Linked DNA regions of Sus scrofa: region 1 is linked to region 2. A link is a contact called in public targeted proximity ligation data. All regions are on one chromosome and are shown on one strand. The core of a region is the stretch at or near the end of the contact, and the rest is flanking DNA. Distances in the headings are between cores, read along the strand shown. Region 1 has its middle 37 kb from the start of ST3GAL1. Region 2 has its middle 28 kb from the start of MIR30D.

What was found.
Region 1: a targeted proximity ligation map of skeletal muscle shows a contact between it and region 2, with 3 times the contacts expected there.

Annotation. Positions count from the first base shown.
Region 1 is chr4:7,857,396-7,862,332 of Sscrofa11.1, reverse strand. It overlaps a transcript of ST3GAL1 not described here. Among named protein-coding and RNA genes, the nearest start is that of ST3GAL1, 37 kb to the left of the region's middle.
Region 2 is chr4:6,918,134-6,923,034 of Sscrofa11.1, reverse strand. No RefSeq gene overlaps it. Among named protein-coding and RNA genes, the nearest start is that of MIR30D, 28 kb to the left of the region's middle.

The DNA.
Region 1 (4,937 bases), core at 1,688-4,187, 940 kb before region 2:
ACGATTTTTTTTTAGCCATGCTCACAGCATGCAGGAGTTCCAGGTCAGGGATGAAACCCGTGCCACCGCAGTGACCTGAGCCCCAGTTGCAACCTACGCCGCAGCTGCGGCAACACCGGATCTTTAACCCACTGTGCCAGGCCGGGGATCAAACCCACGTCCTGGCACTGCAGAGACGCTGCTGCTCCCATCGTGCCACAGCAGGAACTCCGTCATTTCCACTCTTAAGGAGGGTCCGTCAAGCTGCAGAAGATGAAGGGCTTTTCCCAGGTCACAGGCCAGCTGGGAGTCAGCTCAGGGACAGTCCAAGTCCCACGCCTCATCCCGAGGCTAACCAAGCCGGGGGGGTGGGGGGCGGGCAGGCTGGGAGGAAAGGAGGACAAAGCCATCAGGCCTCTTCAAATTCAGAGAAACGAATGCTTCTTCCTATTTTCCTTTGGCCAGTTTGGGTTTTCAGTGAGTAATAAAGTTTCGATAGGAAATTTGTGTCTTATGCACAGCACGGGGTATAAAGTCATCTCGGAAAGAGGATCAGAAAAGTCTCTTTTGGCTTAGTATAAAATTTCCATGTGATTCTTCAGTTGTTAGGCTGACAACTCAGTCAACGGAAGCGTCCAGACTGGGGGAAAGGGGTGGTGGCTTCTGTGGAAGTAGGGGGTCCTCACTTGGGGTCCTACTGAGGCTGCCGGGACTGGTTGGTTGCCTGGAGAGGCACCTCGAGACACGATGGGCCCAGGGTCCTCTGAGAACAGCATTCAAGGTCAGGAGAGAAGCACAGAGGGAGAGACAGTGCTGTCCCCACTCCAGCCACCCTGCTCGAGGATCCCAACAGCCTCCCTGCCTCTGACTTTGCCTCTGCCTGCAGCAATGCCCTCCCTCTCTTCTCCTACTGGAGACCTAAGACCAAACAAGATGCAGGTCAATGCGGCACGTCCAGGATGCCGTGTCCAGAAGCATCTGCTTACACCACTTCTCGGTACATTTTTTTATTGTACTATTTTTTTCCCATTTCACCTTAGAATGGGGAAGATCCCTGCTTAGTGTAAAACTCCATGTTTATATCAAGCAAAAGGCTGACTACATAAGAAATGTAAACTTCTCTAAGGCAAGGGTTGGAAAACCACAGCCCACAGGCTGGCCCCTGCTTTTGTAAATAAAGTTTTATTGGAACATAGTTGTGCACATTCATTTCCCTATCGTCTGGGGGCTGCTTTTGTGCTCCCATGGCAGACAGGTGAGTAGCTAGTTTAACAGGATGGTTCTCAAAGCCTAAGATACTTACTATCTGGCCCTTTATGTAAAAACATTGCCTTTTTTTTTTTTTTTTTTTTTTTTAAATCCCTGCTCTGTGGGATCAAATGCCTTGAAGTAATCTTTCTTTTTTAAATGCGGAAAGGACATGAAAGGCAAATCAACACAAAAGGAATGCAGGTGACCCCTGCACTATAAAGAACGGTTCAACCTCACTACCCATCGGAGTGATTCAAGCAGCAAAGAGACATTTCCTACATGTTGGGATTTGAAGGATAACCACGCTGACCGACCTCTGAAGCCCTGGCCTCTGAGCAGATGAGCGAGGCTGGAATGGATGGGGTGGGGGGCTGGCGAGGTCCTGCACTGTTGGGAGTGACATGGGGTCCGGACATCGCAGGGTCTGCCTGCCAAGACCCTGCCTTTCGGGTCCAGGGTTTGAGGCCTTCTCTTCAAGCTTGGGCTCTCCCAGAGTTTTAGAGACAGGGAGCCCACAGTGGGCATTTCTACACTGGCCCCTTGGCCAATCCAAAGCCCTCTGGGCAAAATCCAGCTTCCTCTCACTGGACAGCCAACCCTACTCACACTCCATGGCGCAGTGACCCCCCTCCCTTGATGTCTTTTGGGGATGATTCACCTTCCTCCTCCCCACTGTCTTCTCCATTTTCCAGACCTCTTGTCCCCCCACCCCCAGGCTGACCTGTGCACCTTCAGAGCTGAAAGGGTTAGTTCAGCGCATGCACAAACAGATCCCCCGCACAGGGGGAGTTCCCTGGCATAGCTGCCTCTCATGGGCCAGCCTTTTCCTGCTGCCTGACGACAAGTCAGAACTTGCCCTCTGCCATGCTCTTTACCAAAACCATTCCAGGGTCATTTCTGGCAGTACCGTTGGTGGACAGTCCCATGGAGGAGGGCCCAGAAGCCCCAGCCCTACCCCAGACTCTGCCATTACCAGCTGTGTGACACAGAGCTAGCCTCCTTCCCTCTCTGGGCCTCAGGTCCTGCCTTGGGAGAAGGTGGGGTTAGGAGCCCCCTGGGATGCCAGACCATTCTTTATGTCCCTCAAGGTCAAAGCCTCCCCAGGAAACTTTGCCAAATTCCCCCATTCTGTACCTCAGTTTCCCAATCTGCCAAATGTCATGCTAAATCAGAGGATATGGAAACTCACAAGCCTCGCAAGCCTATTTTGTCTGCGCCATACCCCGACTGACAAAACTTTGAATTAGCTCTAACTTTCAAAAATCAGAAAGAGCTACATAAAACCCTGGACCTCTAGCTCTTCTTTTGGTAAAGCAGGGGCAGATCCAGGAACCCTGAGCCCATGTTCCCCAAACCAACAACCCCAGGGGCTGAGCAGAAACTGATCAGTTTTCTAGTCTGTCACAGGCCCCACTACTCCCTATTGCCCTACCCAGGTCTCTTTATCTGTTCATATAACCCACACGGTCCTTGTGAACAGAGAGGTTGTGCCTCCTGAACTGGGTGTCCCCAAGGTCTCCTTTGCTCCTGCTTTCTGTGACTTTCCTGATATTATTCACACACCACTAGTGCTGGCTTCCCCTGGAGCAGAGAGTGGAGGGCTGCCAGCTAGAGGACGCGTCCTCCGGGGCCACCTCCCACTGCCCTGCTGAAGAGAGGGCCTGCCTTTGCCAGGATTCCGATCCCCTGGTCAGGATTCCGATCCCCTGGTCAGCGGAAAGATGATAGCCTCTGAAATGTACCAACCAGCGACACCAGGCCACACAGAGCTCCTTGAGGCCGCTTCAGCCTCTATAATTACCTGCAGTGTGTAATAAAGCCCCATTTAGAAACCTTAGAAAGAAGCCTGCAAAGGGAACTTTTTCCTGGGTAATTTCCTGATCACAGAATTTCAGGGCTGGAAGAGACTTTGAAAAAGCATCTAGACCAACCCACTATTTGATGCTTAAATCTCCTCCAGAGAGGCTGACAAGATTTGTTCCAGGGCTTTCTATCTACCCAACACTGCCAGGAGCTGAAAATATAAAAATGCAGCAAATCCAGCTCCACCCGCGACTCCTTCCAGGCTGTGGAAGCCGGTCTGATGGCAACGCAGGACCGCATGGGCGCTGAAACCCAGTGGCTACCGTGAATTCAGCCCTGCTGTACGCCAAATACTTGGCATAAATAAGCTCAGGAAATTGTCAAGAAAATTCTCTCCCAGGAGATTTTTTTTTGGGGGGGGCGGCAGAGGCTTACACTGTAATTACAACTAGTAGAAGTAGAAAAGAGAGTGGGGCTGGGGGAGGCAGGTGACAGTCTGTATCCCCACCGCTCAGAATTAAGCTTTTTCCTTTTTTTTTTTGTACTCCCACTCCAACCCTGGGGGGGGGGAGTACTATTTTTAACCCCTCATTTGCAGGTGAGGACTCTGAGGCTCAGAGACTTAGTTAAGGCCCTTGGTTGAGGTTTCTCAGCCTGTAGGTGATGGAACAGGCTTTGATCACAGCCATATGAGCTTCCAGACCTGAAAACATGCCTTTAGCTGCTATTCTGGAAGGGCGGCCTGCGGAGCAGAGGGGAGAGGCCGGGCACCAGAGCCCACTGCAGGGACAAATGTCTGTCCTGAATCTTGAAAGACGCGCAGAAGAGAGAGTGAGTCCGGGGCGGGAGAGGGGCCAAGCTGAGGGCAGGGCAAGCGCAGCGGTCCAGGGCCTCATGAGCAATCACAGCAATGCCAATAAAAACTGCTGAGACATTCCTGACACCTATTAGCTTGGCTCAAATGAGCAGGCACTGCGATGCTGAGTGCCAGGGGCGGGTGCAGATACCGGAACCCGTGCCCTGCTGATGGGACGGTGGGCTCATGGGCCGCCCTAGGACACGCCCTGGCAGTTCCAGAGTAAGCTACCTGTGGGTATCTTCTACACCCCAGCAATTCCCGGGCAAGCTATTCTAAGTGTTAAGGAGTATATCGAGCAGGTTCTGGAATGTTCTTATATACGTTAAAGGAAGAAAAATTCTGGCTCGCCAATGTTTAACAACATGGGGAAGTGCTATTCCTGTTGCAAGGTCAAGGAGGCAGGCATCGGGATAACAACGGAGCCACCTCGAGGGGTTACCCTGCATGTGTCTGAGATGATGTAGCAGGCACACTTAATTCAATAAATCAATGTAGTCAAGTCCTATTACTTCAAACAACCTTGATCGGGGGACAGTGAGCTGGCTTTTACATCTTCCCCCATTCATTCATTCATTCATTCAATCAACATATTCACTGAGTACCTGCTACGTGTCAGGTAATGTGACGAGCGGTGGGGCTACAGCAGGGGCACCATGGGTGAAGGGAACTTAAGTTCTAGGTGCACGAGAGACTCAGCTAAGAAGTAAAGGCATAACAGAGCAGATGTCCAGAGGCCAGTGACAGAGAATTAAGAACGGGGGATGCTCAGAGAGTGCAGCGAGGGGAGGTGGGTGTGTGCACAGGCAGCTGCTCTGTGTTGGGGGATCCTCTGCAGTGAACCCCGTCTTGCTGGAGGCAGCTCCCATCCCAGCAGCACGGAAGCGTCTGCGTCCTGCCACTTCCACCTTCTGAGGGATCCTAGACATCCCAGCTTCGGGTGAAACTTCACGGAGCTCATCAGGACTCCTAGAGCTCCTTTGAAATCATCAAGAAGAGATGCTAAGTCTGGTCCATTTGGTACCTTTCCTCTGAGGCAGGAGCACAT
Region 2 (4,901 bases), core at 730-3,229:
GTATATATTACAGATTACTTATACATTACATATTATAGTTTATGTTTTAAGTCTTAACATTCAAGTACCCCATTACAGGATTCTGTAAAGACATGTGTCAGCAATAGCCAGATATAAAAGGGGGCATCACAGGACACAACCAGGTACAAAAACTGCTGCACAGAAAGAATTAACAAAGTGCCAGACTGAAGACTCCCCCCTTACATCTTGTACTGAAAATCTATGGTACCCTGGGTACATGCTACAAAGACTCAATTTCAAAGTGAGAGTTGTCTGTTGACAGAACTTTTTGAAAATGACAAATAGCCAAAGATCCATAAACAACAGAAGAGGCAACCCTCACATCAGAAATGCTTAGGTAAGGAGTAAGTCTGTTATCTGCTGAGGCTGCCAGTTAACATGAAATTCACCAAGTGTCCTGGTGTCCCCTTACTCTTTACCAAAGACTCCAGACACTTCCTCCACTGTCACAATCCTGCACCTTTCACAACCGGAAGTTTTCTTGGATGAGATTTAACCTCTAAACACATCACCTTGGTATAATCTGTTTAAACTAGACATACTCAAAAAATTCCTTATCGTCTGAAACGACTATTATTTAAAATTTCCAAATAACTGTCAAATATAAAAAAGACATCTGTCAGAGCTAGCACCTGAGAAGTTAAAAGCGATTCAGTGGAGAGCAGTTCAACTATGGGTAATTCATTCTAACGTTTGCTAAACAGACTGCATGCATTATAACAGTGGAAAACGAAAGAGGGGGGAAAAAATCGGCAGAAGCACTGGTTATTCACAACCAGCGAGTCCTGGGCTGAGAGCAGTCTTCCAAGTTACTTCCAGAGAAGCTCCTGATTGGTGGGCGGCCCTGGGTCAATGTGATTACTTAACCCTGGCAGTTATAACTAAACTCCACTTTGACGGGCTCCAAAGCTTATTACAAAAAGACGACTGCTTGAGCATATCAAGTACCTCGGTGTCCTGCTTCTATTTTTCTCCCACAGAACCCGGAGCCTGACACCTGAAACTCATCAGACAAAAACATTACCTCGTTTCGGGGCTTTAGAGTTTTGTATTTATTACTCTGCAAGTCCACTGGGCATAGATTCAGTTGGGGGGTGGCGGTGTGAAAGATTAACCCATTTCCTGCATACACAGGGAAGAACTCATGACCATTCAAGCAGTTCCCTCTCTTCCAAGTAACTTTTTTTTTTTTTTAAATCATTTAGTCCAAAAATAACCATAAGCAACAAACATTAAACACTGGCATGGCAACGTTCGCACACCATGCCCTAGTGCTACCCACAGGCAGATGTGTTCAAGTCTGGGTCCCCCCAGGAGGGTCCTCTAGGTCCTTCTTCCTTTCGGGGGCCAGCCAGGCTTCCCCCGAGTTTTTCTGTAAAATCCGCCGCTTTCGCTGGCCCGGGCAAAAGCAGGGCGCCTAGTCCCCCGGGCAGAGTTTCTCCCAACTGCCCAGCAAGCACGTCGTGAGAGCTTCCAGCGGGCCCCCCGCGCGCACCTGGCCCGGCCCCCGCCCCCTCCCCGCGCTGTCCCAAGCCCCAGAGAGGGGCCCACCTGCCTCTCGTCGCCTGTCCCACGCCCGAGTCGCCCAGCCAACTCCTGCCTGGCGGCTGCACTCACGCCTGCCCCGAGCCCCCCACCACTGCGGGGACCGACCCTGAGGGGCAGGGGCGCCCAAAGGGGCCCCGGAACAGGCTGACCCCGCGACGCCCCCCAGAGGCCGGGTCCCGCGCGCCTGTCAGCGCCCCCGGAAGGGGTCAAGCAAGGGGCTGAGCTCGCCAGGTGCCCTCTCCGCTCCTGACACCCTCGCCCCGCCACCGCACTCACCTGGGGGGCTCTAGCCGAGGGGCCAGGCGAGGGGGTCTGGGGTCGCGCCAGGAGGCCGCCAGCCAGCCGCGGCCCCCACCCTCCCGCGCCCGCTCGGGCCGGCGCGCGCCCCGGGCCCGACGCGCGCCTGGAGCGCCGAGGGGGAGGGGGCGCGTGGACGCGCGAGCACCGGGGGGGAGGGGGCGCGGGAGGCGGGGGTAGGGGGCGCGACGAGAGCCGCGGCTCGGCAGCGGCGGCGGCGGCGGAGAGAAAGCGGCCTCAGCCCCGTCCGTCATGGCGCGCGGCGGCGGCGGCGGCGGCGGCGGCAGCGGCGTCGGCTCCCTCTGGCCTCCCGGCTCCCTCGCCTTTAGTTTGACCTTTCCCTCCAGTGTGTCTGAGGGAGAGCGGCGGTGCACGCGCGGGTGCATGTAGCTCTGTATGTGCGCGCGCGCGCGTGGGGAAGGGGCTGGGTTCGCTCGCCGACGCCTGACGTCACTGCCATGGCAACGGGAGCCCCGCCCTTCGCCCCCCGCTTCCTGCCCCTCCTTCTGTGCACGTTCTGGGGCCTCACGTGCTCACCCACACGCACGCACGCACGCACGCTCGGAGCGCGCGCACCCAGAGCGTTACGTGGGGGGGGGAGGGTGGAGGGATCGTCTGGGTCTCCTTGTCGCCTCCCTGAGATCGACCAATCCAGTGAGGAGAAGCGGTGGGCGGGGCGGGCTCGGCTGCCAGAGTGGCGTGAAAAATTTCCCAAGGCAGAGCGAAAATTCTTCCTGACCAATTGAGCGTGCGCAGAGCGAAAAGGGGCGCGTTGCTTGGGAGTTTCGGTGGGAGGAAAGGGGGCGATTCGGTTTTCGAGAGAAGGGAGTCCTGGCCAGTGGTAAAGGGAGGTTAACTGGTATACGAACTGGGATTGCGTGGTGATAGAGTCAGGGAACCCCGGATTGCAGTCTGGCTCAGCCTATTTGCTGTGTGACCTTCGATGAGTTACTTAAACACTCTGAATATCTTGGGTAAAATGGGGCTAGCAAAATCTACCATGGTGGTTGTGAGAATTAAAAGAGAATGTGAAAACCACTTCACCTGACATAGACCCTAGATATTAATACGGAGCCCACAACCTCCATATTTTACAAACGGGGACACAGGACGCAGGGAGATTGAGATTAAGTGATATGCTCAATGTCAGGTAATGGTGAAGACCCAGACTCTTTCCTACATAGCCTTCCTTTAGAGGGGGAAAAACACCACAGAAGAACGTGTAAAGAGCTTCTTTTGTTCTCCGTGGATCTGTTTTTAATCCACACCACCCCCTTCCCATCTCCCAAAAGGTTTAGAACTCTGGACGTAGGGGCTGGACTGCCTTGGTGCAGTTTTGGATGGCAGTTGTTTGGTTCTCAGTTTGACCCCGAACAGCCAACGGAATGGTGCTTTCCTTAGCTCCCTTGGGGAGCCTAAGTTTCTTCTAAGGTTTTGGTGAAAGTGTAAACAGTACCAAGGAGCTCCAGGTCCTCCACAATTTCTAGCTACCTGAGGAAAGATTAACTCCGTTAACCAACATTTACTCAGCGTCCACAGCCCACAAAAGGCTCAGCTGTGCAGGCACCTTAAGTTTCGGACCCACTGTTCACCTCATCATTCCTTAAACTTGTGCTTCTAGTCCTTTCCTCTGACTTAGCACTTAATCACTTACTGCCTCATGTTAGTTCTAAAAGTATGTAGTACTATTTAACTTTAGATTTGCTGTTTACTTTTTAAAAGTATATGTCCGTCTCCTTCCTTGTCTTATAGCCCCTCCTCCCACCACTTTCTTTCCAGGAATTAATTCCCTTAAGCCTTTCAAGTTCTAACTAAAATGTAATCTCTTCCGAGAAGTCTTGCTGGACCTACTCAGAACTAATCAGTCCCTTTTCCCCAGCACTGGGTACACAGCTGGCTTCTGACGCTGTTGTATACTTTGTGTTGGGTCGTTTATGCACTTCACCTAGAGAAAACTTCTCTGGACATCCATGTATGGTTTGACTCTTCCTATCCCCTGCTCCCATGGCATCTTGTGGTGTAATATATCACTTCACACCCATTCCTTTAAGTCTTGATTTATTTGCCTTCTGCATCAGATGTAAAACTCTCTAATGGCAGGAAACATGTTTAGTTCCACTTTGCATTTCCAGCATCAACCTCAGTACCACAACTCCAGAACAACTAGCTATTGAACAGCTGAATGGGCTCCTTGCCTGTTTCTTAAATTTTTAAGGGCAATCTTTACCTTGTTTGTATTTATATCTCAGAACCAAAGATTTTTTGGGGGAAGTTGTAAATCTTGGACTACTTTAAAAGTGCCCCAGAAAGTACATGGTCACACTCAGGCAATGAATGCAGGCTTTGGCAATAACACAAGATACTGAGCAGAGCAAGAAGTAGGAAGACCAGGAAGAAGACGTTGTGTTTTCTTAACTGCTGCTGTGGACCTAGAGTGAGAGATTTTTCAGGTGTTGTTAAGGTTAACAGGCCGATTCTTCCAAGGTGTATCAGTGATCTTGCTCCCAAAACGGGGGAAAAGTTACGCAAAGAGGAGTCTTGAAAAAGAGATCAAAAGTGTTCCATTGTGGCACAGTGGGTTAAGGATCCAGTATTGTCACTGCGGCAGCTCAGATTGCTGCTGTGGCAGGGGCATGACAACCCCCCCCCCCAAAAAAAGAGCGAGATCATGCAGTGTTTGCTTACTCTGAACTGGTCGCATTGGTTCCTTTGTCTGATTGGTCAGGACATTCTGAAGCCCAGTGGCATTGTGGTGTGTGGTGTTGTTCTCCCTGTGACATGCTATTTAACTCCCTATGTGTGTGAGTCAGTCCTTAGCAAACCTAGTCCTCTTATCCCTCATCATGTGAAAGGCACTGCCCAACATCCAGTGACAGAGTCATGCTCAGTTTATCGCGTCTCCATGCTGTCAATCTTTGAGTTCTATAAAGGCTTCCTCTTAAATGGCTGTGGTCACCAGGTACTGTGAGCCCTCCCATCTCTTATCTGGACAGAAACCCCCTAATTGGTCTTTTTACCCCATCTTGGCCGATCTA